2 separate regions of the Mus musculus genome follow, and region 2 is linked to region 1. A link is a contact called in public HiChIP or PLAC-seq data. All regions are on one chromosome and are shown on one strand. Each heading gives the region's core, a stretch centred on a gene start, on an enhancer-like site or on the middle of the called end of the contact. The rest is flanking DNA. Distances are from core to core; before and after follow the strand shown. Region 1 holds the start of Dnaja4 (DnaJ heat shock protein family (Hsp40) member A4). Region 2 has its middle 38 kb from the start of Crabp1.

Region 1 (2,668 bases), core at 103-2,602:
CAAATTCCTGACCTCCTGTCCTGAATCTGCCCAAAAGTGACTGTTCTATAGGAGCAAGATCCAGAAAGTGGATTCTCATGTTCCCCGGAAAAGAAGCTAGCGGCTTGGCTTAATTTCTCATGGGTATTAAGTCGTTTGTATCCCTATTGCGCGCATGAAAGAGGAGCTTCAGCCACCAGATCAAAACCCAGGCCAGTGGACTCCAGGGAGCTGGCCAGGGTGGCTTCCTCTCCTGGATAAAGTGTTGCACCACGAGAAGCCTAAGTAGGCCAGAAGGGTCTGCAGTATTCTGATAGCGCTGCAGCAGCAAGTCCACACCCACATGTTTTGAGTAGTCTTAATCGTGGCATCCGTTGAAAGCAGCCTAGAGAAGTAGAAGATTGGACCGCCTGGTCTTGTAGGCTTCAGTGCCCGGTAGAGCTGCAATACTGGTTCGATGGCTCTGCCTTGGCCCATTTGTGCATTGATATGTGTGTGTATGGGGGTGGGGGTGGGGTGGGGATTCCCACTCCTGAAAAAAAAGAGAGATCACTGCTCATCCTTGAAAGACTTGGAAATAATGTCACTGTTCACAGGTGATAGACGTCATCACTGCTCACAGCTGGGAAACGTCACTCCTCACCCTTGGGGTACTTATGAGGTTTCCAGCTGTGGGCAATAGAGAGGCCAGTGTCCAAACTCAGGCCACCTAAAGGCCACTGTTCACATCTTCAAAGGCTAATGGTCACCCAGCCTTCAAGATGCCTAGGGGGAACCAGCCACCGCAGGATCTCGACGCCACCACAGAAGGCAGCCATTCACTCCAACACCCCCCAAAATGCAACAATCCAAGGCAGACCCCAGAGCACACCCCCGCAGTGACCGAACAGAAGGGGGCCACACCCCGAGGCAGAGGCCGGGTGGGGTCCGCGCGTCCGCTGACCTCCCAGTCCAAGCTCTCCTCTGCCCAGGGTTCGCGCACACGAGGCCCTCCTGCAGGCCATCGGATCCCAGAGCGACCCAACCCCGCGGACCCACGCAAGGGCAAGGGGACGGCCTCGGGGCGGCGTGACAATCGGCAGCGAACGACTTCCACCACGAAGCCCGAAACCTCCACGCCGAAGCCCCCCACCCCCGAGCACCCCAACATGGCCCGTGGCGGCAGTCAGAACTGGAGCTCCGGGGAGTCGGACGGCCAGCCAGAGGAGCAGACTTCAGAAGAGAACGGGTGAGCGCGCGCGCCCGGCCGGAGGACCGAGCCCCGGAGCCGCCGGAACCTCCGCGAACGTTCTGGGCCTATGTGGCGTCACGCCTCCTGGCGGAACCTTCCGCCGGCGCCGAATAAAAGCCGGCGGCGGAGGTACCGGCGGCTCGAGTGCGGCGGTGCCGGGAGCGCAACTGGGTCCCGGGCTCACGCTCGGGACGGAGCCCCGGGAAGCGGCCGCGACCGAGACGGTGACGCGCAGGCCGGCGTCGGGGGCACGGGCCGGGGGCGTCGGGGGCGCGCTGACCCGCTTCGTCCGCCCCACCCCGCAGAGACAAGATGGTGAAGGAGACCCAGTACTATGACATCCTGGGGGTGAAGCCCAGCGCGTCCCCGGAGGAGATCAAGAAGGCCTATCGGAAGCTGGCGCTCAAGTACCACCCGGACAAGAACCCGGATGAGGGCGAGAAGGTGCGGGGCCCCGCGGGGTGTCGGGGTTACGGGAGGACCCGGGCTGTGAATTATTGAAGGCGACGCAGAGGCTCTCTCCAGGAGCCGCGCCAGCCCGAGGGAGGCCGCGGGGCGCAGTCAGTCGGGGGCACCTAGCAAGGCTAGGTGCGGGGCGCCAGTGCCAGCAGCCATCCGCACCTTCGTTCGCTCTACAAGTGTTTCTGGAGCCCCTGCTTCCGGGCTGTGAGGACCCTGACGGGGATCCGTGCTGACCTCTGGGAGCACAGCTCTCTGAGGCAGCCCTGGCATTCCTGTGGGAGAAGACACCGGCAAACCAGAAACCCTGGCACCGGTGAACAGAAGCTATGTGCTTGTTGGGGACCCCCCCCGGCAGCGAAATATTGTGTTTCTGTTCCGCGTGTTGCATAAGCCCTAGGGATGAGTTCCTGTGATCTGACTTGTACCTTAGACAAACCCAGCGTCCCTCTTGAGAGGGACTGAGTGGATATGATCTGTGAGGGCCACCTCCTGCCTGATACAGTTTTCAGACACGGAATCATCACTTTTTTTGTCGTTATTAATCAGGGGTGCAGAAGTCTGTAACCCGACACATCTGCTTATAGTGAGAACTCCAGGTTTCCTGTGACAAATGACCCACGGTTGACCATAAGTACTGACAGATAATAGGCTGAAGTGCTCTGCAACTGGTGTCCTAATTTGAACCTTTTCCATCCTGTTTACAGAAATAAGGCATTCTTCATTTTGTTCCCAAAGCGGAAATGGCCCACCTGAATAGGAGACTCAAAGTACCAGCCATTGCAAGGAGAGTTGGCTAGCTAGTCTGTTTCACTTCTTGTCGTTTAAGAAAACAAAACAAACCCCCAAGGAAACCAAACAAAAAACCCACTTTGGCTGCCCCAGATGAATCTGGGGAGCCAGCGCCATGGTGGGAGCGCATAGCAGTCACACCTGGATCACTTTTGGAGCCGCTGATCACCCTGTCTAGCATTTAGACCTGGGGAAATGACACTCGGA
Region 2 (2,668 bases), core at 71-2,570, 100 kb after region 1:
ATTAGAGCAGCTGCTGTCAGGTGGATAGCTGCTGGCCCCAAGTGAAGCAGCAAGAAGCTGCCACCGGGACTGACTCCAGGTAAGGGCTCTACTGATTCACGTGGGAACAGCAAGCCTCTGGCCTCACTGACATACAGAGATGACCCTGTCTCTCACACTGAGTCAGCACGAACTCCAGCCAATCCCTGGATCCACAGCTGTAATTCAGATGGAAAGAACACTGAGATACGAGACTTGGAGGAGCCGAAGTCAAAGTCTCCCTCTGGTCCCAAAGTCTCCCACCTTGAGCTCGGTCTCCTGGCCACTTTAGGGTCTCAGTTTACTTTTATGTAATAAGAGAGATTCTCTCTCTCTCTCTCTCTCTCTCTCTCTCTCTCTCTGTGTGTGTGTGTGTGTGTGTGTGTGTACCTGGTGTTCAATAAATGTTGATGTAACCCTTCCATATTTTCAAGATACCAGTGGTCATATGTTGACCTAGTTCTTGTCCTTACTAAGCAGACTGTGTGGACAGGAAGACAGATACTAGTCAGTGAATCACATGAGACAGTGCACAGTGACAACAGCAGGTTCAACAGCAGGACATAGTGAAAATTTGCAGCAGAGGACCTGACTTCCCTGAACATAGCATGTCTAAGTTGAGCACTCAGAAGTAATGGGGTGCATTAGGCAGATAGAAGAGGGGCAACAATCTAGGCTCTAGAAACAGCACATGCAGAGGCTCTGAGGCAAGAGAGTATTCAGCAGCCAGGGCCAGAAAGGGGGGTCAGTCTAAATGATGGAATTAGGTGGCCTGTGGTGAGAAGAGAGCCTAGAAAGGGGTGAAGCTAAAACTGTGTGCTGGATGATAAATGCCAAGCCAATTATATATGCTTCCAACCTCAAGGAGCTTATGATTCACCCAACGGGATAACTATTGAGTTTCTTGTCAATATTCTTGGGTGTGTCAGGTCTATTATTGCATCTTGGGCCATGGCCTATAAGAAATTAAGGCAGTGTCTAACTTATCCAGTTGGAATTTCTACAAACCACCAACCTCTCAATGTATACACAGTCCAGCTGCGAGGAATGGAGAGCAGCCGAGAACCAGCTTCCAGAAAGTTTAAGGATGCCCAGGGGAGAATGAGCCCAATCTGCCTTTTTCCTGCCACATCTCTGTGAATCACATCCATTTGCTGCTGACTGCACAAATGGTTTGCATTAGGGGGACCATGGTCTTGTCTTTTCTGCTTTTATTCTTTCCAGATGAGGCTAGACTGGCAGGCCTAGCAGGATGGAGGAGTGGGGTGATTGATCGGCAGCCAATCCAAGGAGCCTTGGAGGGGTCAGAGGGGAGTGTCCAGCCTCAGGCTAAGGGAGGTGGAACCCCCTTTTAGCCATTCCTGCACATCTTTGTTCTGTCTGGGTGTGGCAGTTTGGTGACCTCACAGTAGTGACTAAAGAGGGAACAATGGCACTAATTCTTTAGTATTGAGCAATCATCCTGTTGGGAGAATCTAAGTCTACACACTTGTCAATAATCCTAAATGGACTCAGTTTCGGGGGGGAGGGGTGTCCCCATTCTGGGAGGTGGGAGGAATGTGATATTGGTTAATCTGATGTCTTCCTGAATTGTGCTGAACTCCTGGAAGGGCTGTGAAGGAAATGGGCATGGGGTGACTGCATACCCAGCCGTGCTTCTCACTAGGCCTGGGAGATGGCCCAGTGAGTAAGAGCACTTACTATATAAGTAAGTGCCTGAATCCCCAGAAAAAAAAAAACCTAAAAAGCCAGGATGTGGCTGCACATGCCTGTGGCCCCAGCACTGCAAAGGGCAGAGCCAGAGACATCTGCAACTTGCTGCCTGCCAACAGAGCTAATCAGCCAGTTCTGGGTTCAGTGAGAGACCCAGTCTCGAGGGAATAAAGTAGAGAGTGATAGAGAAGGACACCTGATGTCCTCCACTAGCCAACACACATACACAGACACCCATGCGCGCACACACATTCACACACAAACAAACACACTCTCACATACATATACACACACACACACATTCACACACATATCACACACACATTCTCTCACACATACACATTCACACACAAACACACTCTCACATACATACATACACATACATGCACACACTCTCTCACAAACATATCACACACACATTCTCTCTCACACACACACTCATATACATTCACACACACACACACACATGAAGCAGTGTTATATACCATAAAGATTCTCTCCTCCACCCAGCAGCAGCACAGGTCCTTTCCGCAAACCAGTGACTTGTCTTTCTGAGGCCCCAGGACACAGGGGCCACACCATGTCATTCTTGATCACATAGGACACAAAGGTGGCACTATCAAGCTGTACCAAAGGAGCTTGGATAAGGCTTGGCTGACCTCCTGCCACTGGCCTGGACTTCATAGCTCCCAGTCTCCTTTCCTACCTCCCAGCCAATAACTTTTCTCTCCGAGGAACTGAGAGCCCACTCCCACTCACCCTCACCTCAACCAGTGCACCCAAGACTCCAGGGGCTTTGCTGTGCCATTCCTCCACTCAAGCTGTAAGGGGATAATCTTTGGGCTGGTAGACTCAGGGGAGAGCCAAGGCAGAGGGATTGTTGGAGGTCAAAACTAAGATGTCAGCTGCTTTGTCAAGTACTGAATTACAACCCTTA

What was found. HiChIP or PLAC-seq counts read pairs in DNA pulled down with a chosen protein or histone mark.
Region 2: a contact with region 1 is called in an HNF4G HiChIP or PLAC-seq map of pancreatic cancer cells. The contact joins the enhancer-like site here to the promoter of Dnaja4 in region 1. A contact is called at or near these places in 2 of 39 promoter capture datasets (embryonic stem cells and stem cell-derived epiblast-like cells), 1 of 484 Hi-C or Micro-C datasets (nephron progenitors), 3 of 115 datasets of contacts at active chromatin or transcription factors (embryonic stem cells and pancreatic cancer cells) and 3 of 9 other capture datasets (adipose tissue, embryonic stem cells and pancreatic islet).

The regions. Positions count from the first base shown.
Region 1 is chr9:54,698,207-54,700,874 of GRCm38.p6, forward strand. It overlaps Dnaja4 (DnaJ heat shock protein family (Hsp40) member A4), which reads left to right and starts at 1,353. Exons shown (of 7, transcript NM_021422.4): 1 at 1,353-1,654. The coding sequence starts at 1,523. It overlaps Gm46113 (a long non-coding RNA gene), which reads right to left and starts at 514. Exons shown (of 2, transcript XR_001779175.2): 1 at 1-514.
Region 2 is chr9:54,801,766-54,804,433 of GRCm38.p6, forward strand. No RefSeq gene overlaps it. Among named protein-coding and RNA genes, the nearest start is that of Crabp1, 38 kb to the left of the region's middle. Within about 2 kb of position 1,321, at least 106 of the 459 cell types and tissues checked have an H3K27ac peak or open chromatin away from gene starts, as enhancers often do. A contact at or near this core is called in embryonic stem cells and pancreatic cancer cells, where this site is marked.